Regions from separate parts of the Rattus norvegicus genome. Here all the other regions are linked to region 1. Evidence: chromatin contacts called from public Hi-C data. All regions are on one chromosome and are shown on one strand. The core of a region is the stretch at or near the end of the contact, and the rest is flanking DNA. Distances in the headings are between cores, read along the strand shown. Region 1 has its middle 700 kb from the start of Ntrk3. Region 2 has its middle 920 kb from the start of Agbl1. Region 3 overlaps Ntrk3 (neurotrophic receptor tyrosine kinase 3).

What was found. A called contact is a pair of places that touch in the nucleus more often than the background predicts.
Region 2: a contact with region 1 is called in a Hi-C map of Schwann cells, with 6 times the contacts expected there. The contact joins two enhancer-like sites. A contact is called at or near these places in 1 of 12 Hi-C or Micro-C datasets (Schwann cells) and 1 of 1 datasets of contacts at active chromatin or transcription factors (oligodendrocytes).
Region 3: a contact with region 1 is called in a Hi-C map of Schwann cells, with 8 times the contacts expected there. The contact joins two enhancer-like sites. A contact is called at or near these places in 1 of 12 Hi-C or Micro-C datasets (Schwann cells) and 1 of 1 datasets of contacts at active chromatin or transcription factors (oligodendrocytes).

Annotation. Positions count from the first base shown.
Region 1 is chr1:141,214,184-141,218,670 of GRCr8, forward strand. No RefSeq gene overlaps it. Among named protein-coding and RNA genes, the nearest start is that of Ntrk3, 700 kb to the right of the region's middle. Within about 2 kb of position 2,003, at least 1 of the 93 cell types and tissues checked has an H3K27ac peak or open chromatin away from gene starts, as enhancers often do. A contact at or near this core is called in Schwann cells, where this site is marked.
Region 2 is chr1:140,369,146-140,373,632 of GRCr8, forward strand. No RefSeq gene overlaps it. Among named protein-coding and RNA genes, the nearest start is that of Agbl1, 920 kb to the left of the region's middle. Within about 2 kb of position 1,971, at least 54 of the 93 cell types and tissues checked have an H3K27ac peak or open chromatin away from gene starts, as enhancers often do. A contact at or near this core is called in Schwann cells, where this site is marked.
Region 3 is chr1:141,901,720-141,906,206 of GRCr8, forward strand. The region is part of intron 1 of Ntrk3 (neurotrophic receptor tyrosine kinase 3); the gene reads right to left. Among named protein-coding and RNA genes, the nearest start is that of Ntrk3, 9.0 kb to the right of the region's middle. Within about 2 kb of position 2,667, at least 32 of the 93 cell types and tissues checked have an H3K27ac peak or open chromatin away from gene starts, as enhancers often do. A contact at or near this core is called in Schwann cells, where this site is marked.

The DNA of each region.
Region 1 (4,487 bases), core at 753-3,252:
TACTGCATTTGCTTCCTGGAACACATTGGTTGCTACAGGACCTTTTCTTTATCCCCTTCAAAGAGACTCTCCCTGATCAGAGATTTGGACATCAGTCTCCTGGTATCTTTCTGTCTTATTCACATTTTTCTGGCCCTCTATTAGTACATTTCTAGACATTAAAACAGCCTGATACTCAATAATTATCCACAGATTGAATGACTGACGGGCAGCCCTTCCTAACGGTGCACCTTGGTCTTTCATGGCATTCATTGAATTTGCAATGGTAAATAGGAGCTGATTTTCATAGCTTAGTACAAAATCTATGGAAAATGTGACTGAACTGTTAAGAAGTGCTATGACTGTTAAAACATAATTATTATACTCTGAATCATGGATTCATGTGAATAAAAATTTATGTTTACTGCAGGTAAATAAATAACATAAATTTGGGGATTTTATTTTTTAGGATTGGTCCACAGAACTATCAAAAGGTTTTCAAAGATGTAGACAGTTAGACCAATTACGACCACATCTAAGATTTTACCTGAAGTATGGGAGTTCTGCTACAAATGAATATGTATAAAAAATCACAAGACAAAAAACACTCCTGAAAACAATTTAAATTTGCAATAGGCAGCAGGTGGCCTAATGAACTCTCAAGAAGACTATTCTGTAATAGTTGAAACTATTATAAAATGATTATTTAATGTCTTTGTAAGTTGATATTTTAATGTGTCAAGTGTACTTCTAATGTGATCTTAACTTTCATCAAAGAAAAAAATTCTGTGATAGTTGGATACATACAATTACACCTAATGACAAGGTTGAACAGGCCCATGGCACAAGGAAGGCAGTGGGCAGGATGATCATGGGTCACTATTTATGTTTCAAATTTTCCAACAATGACTGTATGTTTCCATTTATAAAAACAACAATTTTTCAAGTTCTAAACATATATAAAGAAGAAAAAATGACTCATATACTCCCCCATCGAGAATATTGTCAAGCTGGGCATAGTAGCTTACTTACATCTTTAATCTCTTACCACTTGAAAGGTGATAGAAGATGGTATCTAGATTCAAGAGCACTACCCTCTAACCACAGCTATAGAGAAAGTTCATTCCAATCTAGGTTGCATGAGACTCTGTCTTTAAAATACTAAAGTCAGGCTAATAATAAGAACATCAGCCCAGTGAAAGACAGTACAAAGAATAAATGAAAACTGATTGTGTCCCTCTGTTCTCTGCATCTACCCTATCTGTCTTGCTCACAATACCCTCTGTTGATCCTGCCTAGTTTGTAGATTCTTTCTGTCCAACTGCCTCTTTTATTTTGACAATGACTGGAAGTGTAAGGGACTGGCATGATTTAACTATTTAAATAATGATGGCTATTGAATAGTTCTTGGTTTATTTTTTTCTCTAATGAAAGATAATAAAGGGCCAAAAGAAATCTGTAGCATAATTACTGATCACAAGTTGTGTACCTAATAATGTTGCAGTGAATATCATGACATTGATCCTCCTGAAATAGTTAAATGATCTTAGAGGTCTGCTTTGGGGTATCTCTTATGTTATGACAATATTAGATAGAGGGTGTTTCATTCCTTCACTTAACAGATAAAATTCCAATGCCATTATGGGATATGGAACCTTAACTAGATGGTTCCCAATGATACCACTGACATTCATGCTTTCAGCATCCTCATATTATTTTCCTAGACTTGAGGATGCATGTTCAACTGCACAATAAAGAAAAAATATAAGGAGGAGGAAAGTACTAGAATAAGAGCTCTGGTCTTGAGAGAGAGAGAGAGAGAGAGAGAGAGAGAGAGAGAGAGAGAGAGAGAGAGTGTGTAGGAATGTGATGGGGTGATTGTGTCCTTGAATTTGAGGAGAGATCCATTGTCATTCAGAGATGACCTCTGGATCAAAGGACTGGGTTCCATGTGCAGCCCACAATGGCCCTGTGTTGAGAGACCACAATGGACATTATGCAAGATCCATATGAGTGATGGTGGTATGAAGGAAAGGTTATGACTTGGTCTTATAGAGTCCATTCTGTGGTTGAATCATTGTGTTATGTGGGGTATGTGGGCTTAGGGGCAGTAGGTCATTGACACTGGAAGCATGTGACATTCATATGAAAAATTCCTAGCAGATGAGTTAATGACAAATGACCTCTTCAGCATTTCAAAGTTCACATTGGGTCTTTTCTGCCTAAGTAAGGTGATGGGAACCAATAGCATATCTGCTGAAAAATTATCCTCAAAAACAGTCACTGGAGGGGTCAGAGGAACTCTTCATTTCATTAGCCTGAACTTCTTGCTTTCTTAGTACGAATTGAATTTGCTTATTCTATCTGTCCTTGGGTATGACTGAATCTCAAAGTAGTTTACAATTTTAATAAAGTGTTGGTTTTGCTACTCTTAAAACACCCATTTATAGAATGAAATATATTTAGAATATATAATTCCATTGTAATTACTTAGAAGTAGATATAGTAAAGAAATCTTTGTTGGGCTGAAGCCAGAGTTAAAAACAAATGAAGACAATAAGATTTCTCTGGCTTGGGATATCACTATCTTCTTGATGGAAGAAACTACTTAGCTATTTGTTTAAATATTAAGGTTATCCTTGAGAATAAATTCACTAACTCTTAGAGTTGTGCTGATCAGGAGAAGAGGAAACAATGTTGTAGACAGAAAGGGCCCAGTAACGGCTAGCTTAATGCCTCTAATGAGTGAATGTGAGGGAAAAGAGCAATGGACTATAGTACTGAGGTGTGTCATTCCAAAACAGGAAGGTAGTCACCATGACAGCTGGAGTAAAAGTGAAAGCTATTGTTAGTCCCAAGTACCTGCTAAATACTTTATGCACAGTTCCTATAATTCTCAGGAAAAGTATTTGATGTAGTTACTATTTTGGGGTTTATTTTAAAAATAATAAAACAAAATGAAATGAAGAGATTGCCATTTACAACAGCTATATAGCCAACACATAGTGGTACAAAGCTTTATAACAAGATAACTTAATTAGAGCCCATAAACTTTATAATTTTATAGAAATTTATTTATAGACTTTTATACATATAGACTTTATAGACATTATAGAACCCTCAGTTTTAATCAATTCTGCCTAGGGATTATGGGAGCAGGAAATTCAAAAGCACTGAGGAAGTAGTTATAGCTGGTCAATGTGTTATTTGAAACATTTCTCCCAAAGATTTTAATGTTGACATTGTCATGTAGAATATTTGTGGCCCACTCAACTATGGTGAGCTCTAGTTTTCTCATAGATAACTCAAATGTGACACAGGTGGACCCCAGTGAATTTTATTGCCTTCCAAAGAGAGCAACTATTGGCAAGAAAGGATTGCCAATCCCAAGACTACACTTCTAAGCTTGCCTTCTTATCTAGGTGCAACTGGGTGACTAGTATGTCAAAAGAATATAAGACATAACCCATGTCATTTACAGGTAAAAAATATGGTAAGTATTTGTGTGCCTTAATGCTTTCCTCCCCTTATCCAAAGATGATCGTGTCCTTTGACTTAAGACAGCTGGATACCAGAGTGAGTCACTGCTTGGCAGATGGCTAGGGGACACCCTGTTGCATAGCATTGCACAAGTGGAAAATGCACAATCAATATGCTTGCCCTGGGCACCTGAGCCTGGTTACAGTGCTTAACCGTGAAAGCTTAATTTGGACTACAGGAGTGTTTTAAAAGTGAAAACAAATGTGAAGCACATACCAGGAGCCTGTCAACAACTTCTCACCAGTATGTTCATCTCCCACCCCACCCCAGTTCTACTGTTTTACCTAGTTTCTAGCATTTTAGACAGGAGACACAAGATGAAAATTGATAGGTAAAGTAAGTAACACTGTGTCTTTCATGGTAGATGTGAACAAGAAGATTGTTTTGGATTTCTTTTTTCTGTTTTTTATTTTTTGTTGTTTGTTGTTTGCTGTTTTTGAGGTTCCATTTGTTCTTGCCAGACAAATGCTACCACTGAATGACATCCCCAACAGTGTTTATGATTTCTTTATGGTGTGTGTGTGTGTGTGTGTGTGTGTGTGTGTGTGTGTGTGTCTACCCAGTTAAAAACCTCGGGTACCATTATCGATGCTCGATAGCATATCTACCTTTCCTTTTGAGGTACACTCAGTGTTTCATGGCCTTGGAGCTTGTCAAGTAGGCTAGGCTCACATGCTGTGTAGGAAGCCTCCCTTAAGGTCTGTCTATCTCCAGCACTCCAGCACTCAGACTGCAAGTGTGTGTAATCATACATTGCTTTTGTAAACATGGATGATAAAAATCAAACTCATATTCTCGTGTTTGCAAGGTGAGGATTACCATCAGCTATTTCTCCAGTACTCCAAAATAACTTTTGTCCTACTGTAGCTTTTGTCTCATTCTTCCCTAAGAGAGGGCCTGAACTTAATCAGCTTTTTATAACTCGTATCGTCCAATCTTCATTCCCTTTTAAAGAGACACAAATGATA
Region 2 (4,487 bases), core at 721-3,220, 850 kb before region 1:
GTATATGTCCAGGAGTGGTGTAGCTGGGTCCTCAGTTAGAAATATTTCCAATTTTCTGAGGAACCGCCAGCCAGCCAGATTTCCAGAGTGGTTGTACCAGCTTGCAATCCCATCAGCAATGGAGGGGTGTTCCCCTTTCTCTACATCCTCACCAGCATTTACTGTCACCTGCGTTTTTGATCTTAGCCATTCTCACTGGTGTGAGGTGAAATCTCAGAGAGACAGACAGGTAGAACAATGAAATAGAATTGAAGGCCCAGAAATGAACCTACACATCTATGGTCACTTGATCTTTCACAAAGGAGCTAAAACCATCCAGTGGGAAAAAGAGCATTTTTAACAAATGGAGCTAGTTTAACTGGAGGTCAGCATGTAGAATGCAAATTGATCCATTCTTATCTTGTACAAAGCTCAAGTCCAAGTGGATCAAGGACCTCCATATAAGACCAGATGAATCTAATAGAAGAAAAAGTGGGAAAGAACCTCAAACACATTAGCACAGGGGGAAATTTCCTGAACAGAACACTAATGGCTTAAGCTCTCAGATCAAGAGTTTATAAACGGGGCCTCATAATATTGAAAAGCTTCTGTAAGGTGAAAGACACTGTCATTAGGACAAAATGGCAACCAACAGATTGGGAAAAGATCTTTACCAACCCTACATCCAATAGAGGGCTAATATCTAATATATACAAAGAACTCAAGAAGTTAGACTCCAAAGAATCAAATAACCCTATTAAAATGGGGTACAGAATTAAATAGAGAATTTTATTCTGAGGAATCTCAAATGGCTGAGAAGCATTTAAAGAAATGTTCAACATCCTTAGTCATCAGGGAAATGCCAACTCCATATATAGCACAAGTGGCATATATGTATTTGGCTTACTTTAATTATGTATTTAATGATGGAGGTCCTAATTTCCATTGTAAAAGTCTCCTAAAAAATGACCTCTTCCTGATTGCTTCAGTAACATAGTAAACATGGATAGTCAAGCTGTAGGAAAGTAGGACACACATGAGTCTGGTACTTGGAGCAGTAAAGAAGCATCCAAGGGGGAAAAAAAAGCGCCCTCTGTAATTTGCAGAAGCAGCCTTGTCTCTTTTCCTCTCCATGGCCTGTAGAGGTCAGAAAAGGGCCTTGCTTTCCAATCACTGGCTGTCTTCTGTCCCCATTAGAATTCGCCTGGGTATGTATAATTAAGCCAGCTGAGGCTCAGCACATAGGAACGGAAACGCATTGACTTTAATAAAACAGAGTGTAAAACAAGTTGAGATTGACTCGAGCCTTGTTTATTCTCACATACTTGTAATACTGGTCGGTATATTCCCAGGCAAAGAGACCATCGTCCTGGGAACTGAAGCATGTCCTTTCATTGCCACTACAGACAGTCCTAGCAGGCAAGCCACACTAGCTCATTGGAAATAAAAATTAGAAAGAAAAAAAGAGAAAGTTCTGTTTCTTAAGGGAAAAGAGGCAATGACAAAGAGAAAAAATGTGGGCACAAACAACCACATTCCCACTACCATGGACATTCTTATTTTGTTTGATTTATTATTTTTTTGAACACAAGTAAATTGGGAATCCAGAAAAAAAATAAATATAAAGAATAGCAAGACTCAAAATGGGGAAAGCATCTTGGTGAAAATGAGTAAGGAAAGGTGTTGTTCTATGGAGAGTTTTGGAAACCAAGACATCATTACATTGCTTTTTTTCCCCTGGGGTTTACAAAGAGCATCTCACAGAGTGTCTAGAAGCCAAGGTTAGCATGATGTTGACATGATACTTTGTGGTTGAACGTTCATTTTTCCAGGTCTCAGTTTCCCCCAATGAAAACAGAGGATCTGGTTCCGACGAAAGCAAATGTCACTAACATTTCTACCATTCCTAGCATGGCATTGGATGCCCTGCAGAGAATGCCACTCTGAGGCTGCAGGCTGGCTGGGCCAGTGAAGAGGCAACGTGAGGCGGCTCACACTGGCTCTCTTGTGTGGAGAGGATGGAGACCAGAGCTGGACAATGATCCTTTCAGAGCTGAGAGTGATGCCCTTGACACCCTGCCAATACCAAACAGAATAAGAGCTTCTGAAAGCAGGGCTAAAAATAAATAATGAAACCAAGTGACAACATAAACAGGAAGGCCGAAAGAATAGACCACGGACTTGAGTCAGCAAACTTGTGAACAGGGTAGAGAAGAGTCAAATTCATTTTTGTCTTCATTGATTGGCCGGTTAGGTGGCTGGACTCTTAGAATTCAAAGCGTTGTTAGTTAATATGTTTGTTGCCACCCTGGTGGAAGGAGGAAGAGGGCTGAGCAGAGGCGTGCCCCCCCTCTCATCCATTTCCTTTCTGTGGCACAGTCGGCCGGCCCCTTCCTTCTTGCTGTCTCTTTGTTGGTTGTTCAAAGAGAGAGCTCTTAGACAGTCCTTCCCCTGTCCCTGGCCACATCCTGGGACCAAGCCAGCTGCCCTGCTCAACCTTATCTCTCAGCATTTGGGGCCCAGCTTCCTCTTCACGTTTCTGCAGCACACACAGCATTTCAATCAAAAAGGACTTTCAGATCTGATTGTTTGGGGCAGAACTTGTGCAAGAGGTTTAGGGAAAGGGAGCTCTAGCTGTTGGGCCCCGTTTCATGGTCGAGCCAGTCTACACTTTTATGTGGCATGCAGAGAGACAGCAGACACTTAACAACTATGGGGAAATTAGACCAATTTTCTCTACAAGCCCTAATAAGTTCTTCCAGTTCTCATATTGCAAAGCTGTAGATTCAGACCTAGTGGAGACTCCCCTTCCCCACAACGTTGTATACATTTAGCTATATGCAAATGTGAACATGACTAGACCACAGAAATCTTCTAAGATCTGACAATAATTAACATTAAAAATTTGGAGGTGTACACTAGCAGAAAAGGAAAGAAACAAACCTTTGCAGTGTGGTTGGGAAATCAAGAGCTCCAAGACATACTAACCCATGAATATGCAATGTCTAATATTTAGTTCTAGATTGTGTCTTACTTGGGGTAGTCCCATGTCATCTCATGTCCTGCCTTTGAACTCTTCAGTCAGATTCCTCTAGCTCCAAACAGCTCAGATCTAATGATATTTGGAGGAGATGAAATATGAGATTGTTTATTTTGGATGAAAGCGGGCAAAACCTCCAAGGAAATCCAAGCAAGAAGAAGAAGTTTGAAAACTTTGTTTCTAAAACATTAGAGCTCAATTTTATAACACTTTAGAAATATGATGATAATAATAAAACATTGGCAGAAGTTCTTACCATCAATCCATTTGTGGGCTGTCTTATCAACTCTGAGAGATGTAGGAGTAAGTCACTCTTGCTAGCCCATTTTACAGATGAGACACTAGCAGTGACACTGCCCACCAGTGCATGTTGAATGACTGCTAGAGAGACCAACTTGGGATATATAATAAACATACTTACCGTCTCCATTTTCCCCATAGACCAATAGTACTGTAAAGAATGGTGTTTAGGGGCAAAGAGGTCTGTTTCTCCATGTTATTTCCCATCCCATCCCAGAGGCAAATTTGCTTTTATGCTTTCTTCTTCTTCAAATTAAGTTAGAAATTGATCTGAGATTTTCAACATCTTATTTGTAAACTTTGTCAAGATCTATCATTTCCCCATGTGTCCATCAATCTTGATTTTTCTTGGCCCTATGTTCCGTATTTCTAAAGGAAAAGGCCCATTGACATTTTGATGAAATTCTCTTAGGAGTTGATGGTGGGAGCAGGTGCTGTGAGTGGGAAATGTGAGAAACACACTGTATGGTTTTTCCTCAAACAAATGTTCCAAGCAACATTCCAAAAGATGAACATTAATTTCAAAAAGAGGTTAAGTAAATATCATAGAAGAAAACAGTTCTAAGGAAAACAGTTTGGGTTGGGATGAGTGGCATGTGCCTTACGGTGCCAGGCTGTGGATCAGATTCTACTGAAACGTCTGCGAGTGTTCCAAATCCCATCACCTGCTCATATGGTGATGAGAATTTCTCCAGAGTTTAAATTCTAACAGTTCTAGAAGAGGGCCAGGGCAAGCACATCCCCTCCTATGCTCAGATCTATTTTGCAACATGAACCATCAACTCATTTCAAACGATCCAATTTATTTTACAGAGACGAGATTTTATATATCTAATTCTTAAAAACGTCTGGCTCTCAGCTTTACTTAGCTTCTACTTAAGAATCAGTGCTTACATGAGCCAGTTTCTTCAACAAGTCCACTCCACTCAGCAGAGAGCAATTTGCAATTTGAGAAGGAAGACTTGAGTCAACTTTCCCCTCCTCTGTTGTAATGTTGTAATGGGTTTCCATGGAGCTTAGTATATACCAATAGTGGTCCCGAAAGTCCATTTCCCTGAGCTTTTTCCCTGGATCTTCTTGTTCTGGTTAGATTGTTGATTGCTGTTGTTGATGTCTTATCTGAAATGTTTACAAGATTACAGAACGAACAATATCACAAAAGATAGGA
Region 3 (4,487 bases), core at 1,417-3,916, 690 kb after region 1:
CCTATCCCTTCTACTCCAATAATACCTACCCAATACTTGCTGTTCTCCATTCCAGCCACTGGGTAGCGCTGCTCCCCCAGTGAATAGGAACCATAGAATATTTGTTAAAGAAGCATATAAAATGACCCCATCAAGTCCACAGGATTTCTAGGTTGTGACTTAGCTTTATCCTTCTTCTGGAAAAAAAGACAGGCTAGTCACTAAGAATCTACTGTGTTCCAGACTTTCCACACGTCATGCAATTTAATCCCTGTGGCATCTTCTCACAACCACACCTCCTGGTAACACCTCACCTTTCAGGTTGGGGCGGGGGGGGGGGGGAGGTACACAGAGAAACAAAGTAACTTCAGTCACCATTTAAACATGCAAGAAGGGCGAAACTGGAAACCTGGGTTTGACACCAAATGTAATGACCTTTTTGCACTGCACAAATAGACCTCCCTTGAAACCTCGGTGGTGAGCTGTGGTTAAATCAGGCTGGTTGGCCATGACCTCAGAGTTGCTGGTGTCTGGGAAGAGACCAGGTGCAGTAGACTTCTCTCAACAGAGCAATCATAATAGGCTTCATAGCACCTACAGCAGAAATCGTGGTCTAGTGCCCTCTTGTGGCTTAACATGGAACTGAAGCGAATATACTTGATTGGTATGGTTGGGCTGAAGGAATTCAGAGTTGCTCCCTACCACAATGAAGACCTAAACTCTTCCTGCTAGGGCAAGTCCTGGAGTCCTCTCTGTGGCTAGCAAGCTAATTTGATTACAGTAACCAAAATGGAACCCACTAGTGAATGCCAAATGATATGGGGCAAGGATAGCAATGAAGCCATGTGGGACAATACTGGCAGAGGCTAGGTACTCCAAACTTAACCTGGTCAAAGGTTTCTGTCATCCAAAATCCTGGTGCTGGAGATGGGGAAGGCTTTGCCTGGAGCACTCTGACACTTGGTAGGCCAGCATATGGTAAGAACCATATGTTCCCTGTCCAGGTGACAGACAAATGCTTCTGCTACTTAGTCCCCTCCACCCCCTAAACATACACCATGGTGGCTCTCCTACTGCCTCCCGCAGCTAGTTCTAGGTGCTGGCTACTCTCACAACATCCTTTAATCCTTATCTCCCAGAGCCTCTGGATCGTTACTGTTCCCCACCTCCTACAAGCTCCACACACCAGTCAGACTCTGGGTACCCATCCCAGGAAAGGCACCTCACGGCCCAACTGACCCAATTTCTGTCACAGAGCTATTGAGGAACTTGGCTGGGTCCAAAGACAACAGAGGCAGGAAAGTCCAAATCTCCTGAAGCCACAATGAGCTGCCTCTCAGAGAAAAGAACAGCAGAAATGCTGGGGGCATGGGAACTCTTCTAACAGAACCCCCTAAGAGGAGAGGAATCTGTGGGAAATACCAGAAGTGGGAAGAACAGACGAAGGGCATGGAAATACCCTTGCTTGTGAAGATGCCAGTCTGGGATGCTCTGACAGGAAGAGGAAGAAAAACAGCCTTCAGAGCCTTACACGTCCTCACTGCAATCTTACAAGCAACAATGGGCTCTTCTTTATCAGCACCGTTTTCATATAAGGAAACAAAGGGCCAAAGAGGAAAAATAAAATAAAATAGCCAGTCCAGGTTACCACAGAGAAGTGGCAAGGTCATAATCAGAAACGCCACGTTGTCATTGCCCTGTGTACAAGGTTATTCGTGCAAAGGGTTCAGCTCACTCGGAGTGCTGTAAATGCTCAACCCGCTCCTGCTTTTCAGTGGCTTGGCCTTGAAAAATTACTCAAAAAGAAACTGGTGGGCAGAGATGGCTCATTAGAAAGAGGGCTTTGCCTGTATCCCTGGGCCAGGCAGCTGTGAGCTATCCTAGGCCCTCATGCTCAGCACAGAGCAGATGATCGAGCTTCCAAGTGCTGGTAACAAGTCCATGGGACTGGAGAGCACAAGAAATCGAACATCCTGCTCAAATCTGCCTAGAACAGAGGAGGACCAATGAGTCTCACAGCAGGCAACCGCTAACCTGATGACCTGTTAGCAAGACGTTTTCATACCCACTGGTGCACATTCCCCCAAGGTCTGGAGGGGTTAACACAAACCACCAAGCTCCCCACCTCTAGAAAGAACCAGACTGCCGCTTTTACTGAGCACCTACTTGGCATTCTGTAGTTGTCAAGCTTGAATTGGAGGGCAGGAAGGTAAAAGCTATTCTCGCGCTCTGACCAGCAGATTCAACAGCCTGAGCAAACGGTATGTGTAAAGCTCACTTCTTCCAAGACCCTGATTCCAGTGTCACTACTAACTTTCTGTGTCCTATCAAGCCTGGGATTTTCCTGGACAGGAACATATGTCCCTTTAGTTCGTTTCCAGTGTTTAAGCCAAAACTATGCTCCCTCCTGCTGCTTCTGAGACTGAGATGAGGGAGAAGAGGATGTTCCCTCCATCATAGGCTCCCTACAGCTTCCTCCCAGGGAGCCGGCTAAGCCAAAATACCCAGGTTGGGAGCCTCACATCCCCAGACCACACAAATAGAACGAGAGTAGAGCCGGCTCTACAGAGCAGCCCTCCCAGCCAGAAGCTTAGCCCTGACTCCTGGCAGGCTCCAAAAGCCCAGGCTGGCAATCGACCTGCCACTACCCCAGCTCCAGCTCTCTCTGGGTGAAACCACCAAGAATCGACGCGTGCATCATGCTGCCCTCTGGTGGCCACCAGGAGTCTACACACAGACGATCTCGGCAAGCAATAAGCCAGCGGCTTTAAGGTTTGTTTACAGCAACCTCAGACGTAATGTGCAGGGAACACTGAGGAGAGGCACTTGTGCGTGTATAAAGACGCCCCCAGATACGCACGCACAGCACAATGTACTGCTTCAGGAAGCCTGCATTAGGACTTCGAGTCTCACATAGCTCACCGCTCCCTTCTCTCTCTCCAGGGAATCTCACGAATCTTTCCTGCCCCTGCAATCCCTAAGCCTCTGGTGCAGACACAAAAGGGCAGTAGGAGGAGACCTAGAGAAGCAAGGCCCAGCATCCGTGTCTGCTTTGCGCTCCTAGCTTACTGGGCTGGGACATATCAATTCATCTGTCTGCCAAGTTCTTCCTCTGAAAAATTGGATCTAGTCCAAATGATTCTCCACCTCCTTTTCCTGATTTATGGCTCAAAGTCTTGATCTTTTTCCTAATTCAAGTCCTCTCAGTCATCCAGAAATGGAAACAGCTAACATGGCAATAGATGCTTCACAGGGCCTGTGAAGGAGGAGGTCAGTCATCACTTAATCACTTAATACCCTGAGACCCTGCGCGAAAGGATGAGTTAGCTAACCCCACTGCAAGAGTAGAAACTGGGGCCAGCGAGGTTCTATGATGTAGCAAGTTCATACAATCATGGGGCAATGGCAATAGGGCTTGCCCAGCAATGTTTTTGCAGGACCCTCAAGCTGTCTCCATGGGGACAGTGGTTGTCATCTCTCATGGTCATGGCTTATTACTAGAGGAGAGAGATGATACATCTATGGGCAAAAAGCACGGAAAGTCTAGGGAGAGGAAAGGACTGGAGGAAGTGAAGACCACTGATTCACAGAGACAGTAACATGGAGGCCTAATAACACCTAGAACTCCCCACTCAGGAATCATACTCCCAATGTCAGCTGCCAACTAGAACTGACCAGCTCTTCAGATTCCCACACACCTTCTGCTTGCATCCAAAGACAGTTCTGATATCCTAAAGCTCTAAGAGAAGTTACCTAGCCCTCTCCTCTCCTATCCAGTTTCTCTCTGTTCATGAACATCAGGAACATTGGCCTCATAATCAGGCTTCAAACCAGAGAGGGGATGTCGACCTCACAGTAAGCAGCTTCCAGAGTCCCTGCCAGACTCTGCTTGCACATGGGCTACTGTGGAGTCCGGAGACCTCAGAGGCCAGGACAATGTAGGGGAAGCCAAGGGTGCCTGGGAAAAAGGTGGGGCACAGCCTCCAGGAAGGTCAGTACTTTGGGAACAGAGGAGGGAGAGAGAGAGAGAGATCATAGCCTCCGTCTCCATTAGAGGTCTGTCTGAGGCTCTGTTGCTCCATAAACACCACCCTCACAAACATCCTACCAGTCTTCCTTGCGATACCAGCCAGGGTGTTCTCACTAAGCAAGCTAGAAGGGTATGAAGTAAAGCCTTGAGAGCCTCCTTGACTCCGTGTCCAGCCTCTTATTTTACTATTAACTTATAATAGTAATATATTCACCTACATGTATATCTAGGCATATGATCGTATACATTATGTGTCCGTATCATCCAGAAGGATAAAGACAATCACCTTAATATTTAAATGCCAGAATGTTTTAAAATGCCAGACTGTATGAAGTCAAGGTCCTTCTTAGACTCAGCTTCCCCATCTGTAAACAGGACTAGTTTATATTTAATTCATAGGGTTGGAGCAGTGTCTGGTATACAGTTAAGTGTTGAATAAATGATACTTATAGTCATTTATCTGGTCTTTACAATAACC